2 separate regions of the Bos taurus genome follow, and region 1 is linked to region 2. Evidence: chromatin contacts called from public Hi-C data. All regions are on one chromosome and are shown on one strand. Each heading gives the region's core, a stretch centred on a gene start, on an enhancer-like site or on the middle of the called end of the contact. The rest is flanking DNA. Distances are from core to core; before and after follow the strand shown. Region 1 overlaps C5H12orf42 (chromosome 5 C12orf42 homolog). Region 2 overlaps C5H12orf42 (chromosome 5 C12orf42 homolog).

The links. A called contact is a pair of places that touch in the nucleus more often than the background predicts.
Region 1: a Hi-C map of liver shows a contact between it and region 2, with 1.6 times the contacts expected there. The contact joins two enhancer-like sites.

The regions. Positions count from the first base shown.
Region 1 is chr5:67,015,206-67,019,015 of ARS-UCD2.0, forward strand. The region is part of intron 6 of C5H12orf42 (chromosome 5 C12orf42 homolog); the gene reads right to left. Among named protein-coding and RNA genes, the nearest start is that of C5H12orf42, 140 kb to the right of the region's middle. Within about 2 kb of position 2,311, at least 1 of the 102 cell types and tissues checked has an H3K27ac peak or open chromatin away from gene starts, as enhancers often do. A contact at or near this core is called in liver, where this site is marked.
Region 2 is chr5:66,919,877-66,923,555 of ARS-UCD2.0, forward strand. The region is part of intron 20 of C5H12orf42 (chromosome 5 C12orf42 homolog); the gene reads right to left. Among named protein-coding and RNA genes, the nearest start is that of ASCL1, 190 kb to the left of the region's middle. Within about 2 kb of position 1,380, at least 1 of the 102 cell types and tissues checked has an H3K27ac peak or open chromatin away from gene starts, as enhancers often do. A contact at or near this core is called in liver, where this site is marked.

The DNA of each region.
Region 1 (3,810 bases), core at 1,061-3,560, 96 kb after region 2:
AGCCTCAAGCCTGCTAGTCCGTTTCCTCTCCCCAGACTTAGACCAACCAGTTCTCCTCCTTAAACCTTCTTCCTTTAACCCTTATTTTTGTTTCGACTCCCTAATAAATCCATTTTCTCCTATTCTACATTCTGACAGTTCCTCATATTTCCCACTCACTGGCACTAAGCTCCTCAAGGAGAAAGGTAATGTCTTCTTTTTATCTGTTCTTGGCACCTAACACCTTCCCTGACACATAGTAGCTGTTCAATAAATGTTTTGTGATGGAAAGAATGAGCTAGTGAAGATTTCATCTTCTTACAAGTCCAGAAAACTAAGGCTGAAAGAGAATAACTTAAAGAATTTTCTAATGCAATACATACTTGTTAGCATATCATTGACCAGAGATGTATTAACTCCACAAGCATAAGTTTCTGCAAAAATCCCCCAGTCAGTAATGTGTTAAAATTCCATTTTAACTGGATGGCATCACTGATTCAGTTGGGACATGAGTTTGAGCAAACTCCGGGAGATAGTGAAGGACAGGCATGCTACCATTCATGGAGTCGCAGAGTTGGACATGACTTAGCCATGGAACAACAACAACAACAAAATGTTAGACTGAAAGCTTTGTTCCAGTTCCACCCAAAACACCTTTCAGGTAACTCTGGGGATGAGGAAAAAGTAAGAGACAGAATCTCCTCAAAGATTTGAGACAGAATTTATGAATCTCGCGAGTCTTGATGCCTGAGTGTTCCTAATCTAAGCAGTTCCCCTAAGAACATAAAATGAAATGGCAATACTGTTGATGATATAAATGACTATTTGGAGTTTTTATTTCTTAATCCTTTATGCCTATTTGGAAACACTGGAAAATAGAATGTTTTATTAACAAACACCATCCCTTGATGGTGATCCTTGTATTGACGTGAGGCCAACATGAAAAAGAGTGTGGAATGAACTGGAAATGAAAAGCAGAGCATTCACTCAATAATCATCCCACCAACTTTATGGAGATCCACCTGCTACTTAGAGGTATGAGGATATGATACTGACACTCCCCAACTACAGGTGACTCAGGGCCTCCAGGGAAGACAGGGCATCATCAGAGAGTCACTAACAGTCTGTGCCTTAGATGTGGTACATAAGCTTTTTCAACTTGTTTCCTCATCTCTAAAATTAGGGAAATGGCAGAGCTGCCATTTCTTACTGCTCTTAGAATTGCTGTGACATTAAATGGGATGATGACCATAAAAGACTTGGTGTCTGGCACATAGTCATTTATATCAGTTTGAATGTTTTTGCTTACAGGAGACAGAAAACTTGACCAGCAGTGGCTTAAATCATGTATTTATTTTTCTGTTAACAAGCAGCCTGGGGTGGGCAACCCACAGAACTGTTTAGCAATGATGGGCATCTGGCCCTGCAACTCCGGAATTCTCCTGACCTGTCTTCACAGTGTAAAAACACCTGCTGCTTTTCAAGTGCCTCTTTTTTTGACAGCAATAAGTAGATCCTTCCTAAGAAGCCCAAGAGACTTTCTTATATGCTCCATTGGCCAGAAATATGTATTAAGTGCATAGTACCGGGCCTGGCATCTACTAACTAATCAGTACAATTTAGCTATCAGATGATAGTGATGATGGTGGTGATGGTGATGGTGGTGGTGACTGTGATGATGGTGGTGGTGACGCAATAGAGAGGAAAAACATATGTACTTTCTGTTTATAATCAAGACCATCTGTCAACTTCTGGATCCATTTGTCCCTCTCTTCCAAGGTCTGATATAAAGAGATGGAATCACAGAATACAGAAGCGTATTGGACTAATTAATATCTAATTAAGATATTGCTTGGGAGAGCAAAAAAGGAAGGACAGTCACAAACAAATGGAAGTAGATAAAATAGGATATCGTGGGTATAACCAGGGAGGTTGGTAAAGTTAGAAATAGCATAGAATCATAAAGCATGATCCCTGAAAGTCCTTCTCATTACCAGAGTAATGAACGAGTCTTCTCTGAAACCAGGGCCCAGAGAAGGTAAATAATTAACTCAAGGTAACACAGAATTTCAATTAGAACTTAGGTTTCCTAAAGCCTGTAATTTAAAAAAAAAAAAATTTGTTACCAAAAAATGCAATCTAAAGGTGAAAGAAATGCCTAAAATAAACTCTGATTATTAGTGGAGTCAATTGCTGCCCATCTGCCATAATTTTACCCTCCCATCCTGGCATAAAAAGAGTTAATAAGCAAGCATTTTCTGGTTATAAACAACAGAAAATACCAAAGTTTCCTTGTTTTTCTGAATGGCACCAACACCTGATAAACAAACCTTGCTTTCAAAAGATTTCATAATCTAAAGTGTGTGTTTAGTCACAAGCTGAACTCTTGATTCCTTGCCCCTGGAAACGAAGAGAAATCTCTAATTCAGTAAAATATAAATGATCTGGGATCAAATCATGGTTTGTGTCCCTTGAAAATGCTTAGCTTCTCAGAAATAGACTCATAGACAGAGAAAATAAACTATGGTTACCAAAGAGGAAAGGGGGGAGGAAGGGATAAATCAGGGATTCAGAATTAACAGATTGAAAGAACATGAAAGTCGCTCAGTCATGTCCGACTCTCTGCGACCCCATGGACTGTATAGTGCATGGAATTCTCGAGGCCAGAATACTGGAGTGAGTAGCCTTTCCCTTCTCCAGGGGATCTTCCCAACCCAGGGATTGAACCCGCGTCTCCCGCATTGCAGGCAGATTCTAGCTTCTCAGAAATAGACTCACAGACAGAGAAAACAAACTATGGTTACCAAAGAGGAAAGAGGGGAGGAAGGGATAAATCAGGGATTCGGAATGAACAGATACACACTACTATATAGAGCGTTCCCTGGTGGTGCTAGTGGTAAAGAATCTGCCTGCCAATGCAGGAGATGCAAGATATGCAGGTTCAGTCCCTGGATCAGGAAGACCCCCTGGAGAAGGGAATGGCTACCCACTCAAATATTTTTGCCTGAGAAATCTCATGGACAGAGGAGCCTGGCAGGCTATAGTTCACAGAACCAAAGAGTTGGACATGACTGAGCACACTGCTATATATAAAATAAACAACAAAGACCTGCTGTATAGCACAGGAAATTATACTCATATGCTCAATACTTTGTAATAACATATAATGGAAAAGAATGTGAAAAAGAATACAAACATATATGTGTATATTTATGTATATAAAAATGCACACACACACACATATATACACACACTTTGCTGTATACCTGAAACTAACACAACATTGTACAATAAATCAACTTATTTCAGTGTTTTAAAAGTCCAGTTTCTTTGTCCCTCTGGAAATAGAAACAGCCCCTCAGATTATAATCCCATTATATTTAACAGCTTTTATTCTACCTTATTTCTTGATTTAGCAATCTGTCCATGGACTGGGTACATATACAGTAGATGGGAAATAAGCATGTGTCAAATGCTATCCCAACATTAATAAACATCTAATCATCTAGATCTTAAAAAGATGGTATTAACTTGAATATCAGAGAGACAGAACATAGTGGCTCATCAGAGGAGATGGCAGCCAGAGCTAAATCCCTAATAATACCTAACTTATATCAACATCGTCCACAATCAGATGTTACGCTGTGATTTTGACATGGATTGTCTATTGCATTTCATCCTTACAACAAGCCTCTGAGGCAGGAACAGCTATTGTCAACACCCACTTGGTAGAGGAGGAAACTGAGCTTTAGAGAGCATCAGCCAAGTGGAAAATGATGGAGCCAGGATTTGAATAGCATTGATCAGAGCTGTACTCAGTTGTGTGTAATA
Region 2 (3,679 bases), core at 130-2,629:
CGTCCATGTGTCTGCTTCTTAGGACAATGCCAGCTTTCTGAAATATGCCATATGAACCGTCTACCTGCTGCCCATGAGCAATGGAATCTGGAGACCCGGGAGTCATTTGCCTCCATTTCCATTTCTAGTAAATCCAGACACCATGGACTTCCTACCTTAGTCTTCCTGAGTCAATGTTCCTCCTATTTAGAGAGAGCTCAGACCACCATGATCATATGTTTCAATTTCAGTTTTTGGTTTCTAAAAATAAAAAGAGGATCCATGGTCTAGATATTCTAAAGCTGAGTTTTTTCATCAAATGCAGCAAATAAAATACTGAGACATGAGTTGAGGGGTGGTGGTTTATATAGTTTTGTCTAAGTTATGAGAAAAAATAGTCTTGCATCAAGGCTCCAAACAGGAAACACAGATTGTATTTTAATCACCATGCGGAACCCTGTGTAAGACTTTAAACCTTCCTGGAGAAAAAAGAAAGAATATTACATCTGCTTATAAGAAGATAAGGAAATAAAGCTACTTATACTAGGCTTTTAAGAAAAAATGTACATAGAGACCAAAATTAGGCTGATGTGATTGCTTTATAGAGCAGCTTCTCTTTCTTGTCTCACATTTCACCTTAACTCTTCTCCATCAGTCACACTGCTACTACTTGAGCTTCAGTGGTACATACAGGAGTTCCTGGGCAGATGCTAAGGATGATGCAGGGATCAATTTAGTCCTTCATCAAAAATCCACTGGGTGCCTGCCATATACCAGAAATGCTATGTAGAATAGGATGCTTAGGATAACCTGGTGAGTCAGATTTTTTTCCTGCCTTTAAGAAGCTTTAGTTTTGTCACTAAAGGGCTAGGGATTCAACGTCCTCACCACCACCCCAGAACTGGCCTGGATCTATAGACTACTCCCAGAACCACTGGTTTTACTTGAAACAAGTCAGTGGAGGCTGAACCTGCTTTGGTTCTCCCCACTCCTCAAGGTTTTATTTAACAAGTCATCTGCCTTCTGCAACAGACACTGTTTCAATCTCCCTCCATGGCCAGGTTCATACTTTCCTTTTTAACTTTCCCATTTGTCCACATGCTATGTTCATGGCATCTTCCGATTGTATACTAGGACCATGTGTGTGTCTGTGTGCGTGCTCAGACACACACATGTGCATCTTCTCCCTGACCAGAGCCTCCCAATCTTCTGAAGGCATAAACCTTGCTTTCAGACATGCTTTGAATGTCTTATTTGGTCAGTTTTGCTTAAGAAGTACTGTTGATCAACTGACTAACTGGTTGAAAGACTCGGAGCCCACCTGTCCTGCATAGCAGACAGGTTGGCTAATCCGAACCAGTTTCTCTGGGATGAGGCCACCTGAGGTGAAGCAACAGGGCACTGCTGGCCAGCATGTCCACCTCGTGGGGTTTGACATGTTATCAGATGCCAAAGTTTGCCCAGGGTGAATAACAGCAGGCACTGGGGTTCACTTATTACAGTTACTTCCATGAGAGAAAGTAGCCAGAGAGCATTAAATAAAAATGCAACCTTGGGTCCTTCCTAGAATCTAACCTGATATACAAAATTCCCAAGGTCTACAACAAAGTAGAATGGAATAATTCCTGTAACCATAGGGAAATGTGCAGAATTCTTATGAGTAGAACTGTCCAGTGTCCTCCATTCCCATCCTTCTTTTCCTATAAAAAATGTCTAGATTTTCTATAAGTCAGTGGGAAAGGTTTATAGGGGATTACCCTTTAGGATAAAGGCTTCCCTTGTGGCTCAGTGGTAAAGAATCCACCTGCAGTGAAGAAGACGCAGGAGATGCAGGTTTGATTCCTGGGTCGAGAAGATGCCCTGAAGGAGGGCATGGCAACCCTCTCCATTATTCTTGCCTGGAGAATCCCATGGACAGAGGAGCCTGGTGGGTTACAGTCCATAGGGTTGCAAACAGTCAGATGTGACTGAGCATGCATGCACACCCTGTAGGATAAACTAATTGTTCTCAAAAACAATTTTTCTCCAGATAAAGCAAAGAATAATCAGTAGTGGGGCTCGAGGTTATCATTGCAAGGTATGAGGGTAACTTTCCAAAGAAGAGGCCACGTGGCAACTGCAAACACAACTCTCCATATTTAAGTATAAGTTCCTTTGCTGCATAGGCACTAGATGGTCAAGCACCCCAAACCCTAGCTGAACCCCAGCCCACATCTCCCCAGGCAGTTAGACTCCTACCCCACTAGTCTTGAAATCCCAGAGGATTTCCTCCTCTGTGGGAGAGCAAAATCCTAGACTCAAGTAAACTGTGACTTGGATGAGGCAGCATATCCAGTTATGTCAACATAGCCCGGTGGCTAAAAGTCAGATTGCCTCATTTTGTTCTGGACACACTGTAAGTGTTTGAATCCTGGCTCCACCACTCATTAAACTGTTACACCGTGGGATAACCTGCTTAACTTTAGTTTCCTCAGCAATAATATGGCCATGGTAATCCTCGCAGGGCTATGTGCAAGACTGAACTAGATGGCCCGTGGGAGATATGATGTGGCACATGGGAGTGCTTGGCCAGTTTTTATCTGTCCCACTCCACTGGGTCTCAGACTCAACAGGTGTAATGAAGACCATCCCCTACCAAGGGGAGGCAGGTTTCCCTCTCTTGCCATTGATAGATTCCCATTCACAGGCTCTCTGTGAAGTTCTCCATCTCTCATAGACTGTCTCCACTTCCTACACTGAATCCCAAACGAGAAGAGGGATCTTCAGTTCAGTTCAGTTCAGTTGCTCAGTCGTGACCGACTCTTTGCAACCCCATGAATTGCAGCACGCCAGGCCTCCCTGTCCATCACCAACTCCCAGAGTTCACCCAAACTCTTGTCCATCCAGTCGGTGATGCCATCCAGCCACCCCATCCTTTGTCATCTCCTTCTCCTCCTGCCCCCAATCCCTCCCAGCATCAGAATCTTTTCCAGTGACTCAACTCTTCGCATGAGGTGGCCAAAGTACTGGAGTTTCAGCTTCAGCATCATTCCCTCAAAGAACACCCAGGACTGATCTCCTTTAGAATGTACTGGTTGGATCTCCTTGCAGTCCAAGGGACTCTCAAGAGTCTTCTCCAACACCACAGTTCAAAAGCATCAATTCTTTGGCGCTCAGCTTTCTTCACAGTCCAACTCACATCCATACATGACCACTGGAAAAACCATAGCCTTGACTAGACGGATCTTTGTTTGCAAAGTAATGTCTCTGCTTTTGAATATGCTATCTATGTTGGTCATAACTTTCCTTCCAAGAGTAAGCGTCTTTGAATTTCATGGCTGCAATCACCATCTGCAGTGATTTTGGAACCCCCAAAAAATAAAGTCTGACACTGTTTCCCCATCTATTTCCCATGAAGCAATGGGACCAGATGCCATGATCTTCGTTTTCTGAATATTGAACTCTAAGCCAACGTTTTCACTCCCCACTTTCACTTTCATCAAGAGGCTGTTTAGTTCCTCTTCACTTTCTGCCATAAGGGTGGTGTCATCTGCATATATGAGGTTATTGATATTTCTCCCAGCAATCTTGATTCCAGTTTGTACTTCTTCCAGCCCAGCATTTCTCATGATGTACTCTGCATAGAAGTTAAAGAAGCAGGGTGACAATATACAGCCTTGACATACTCCTTTTCCTATTTGGAACCAGTCTGTTGTTCCAT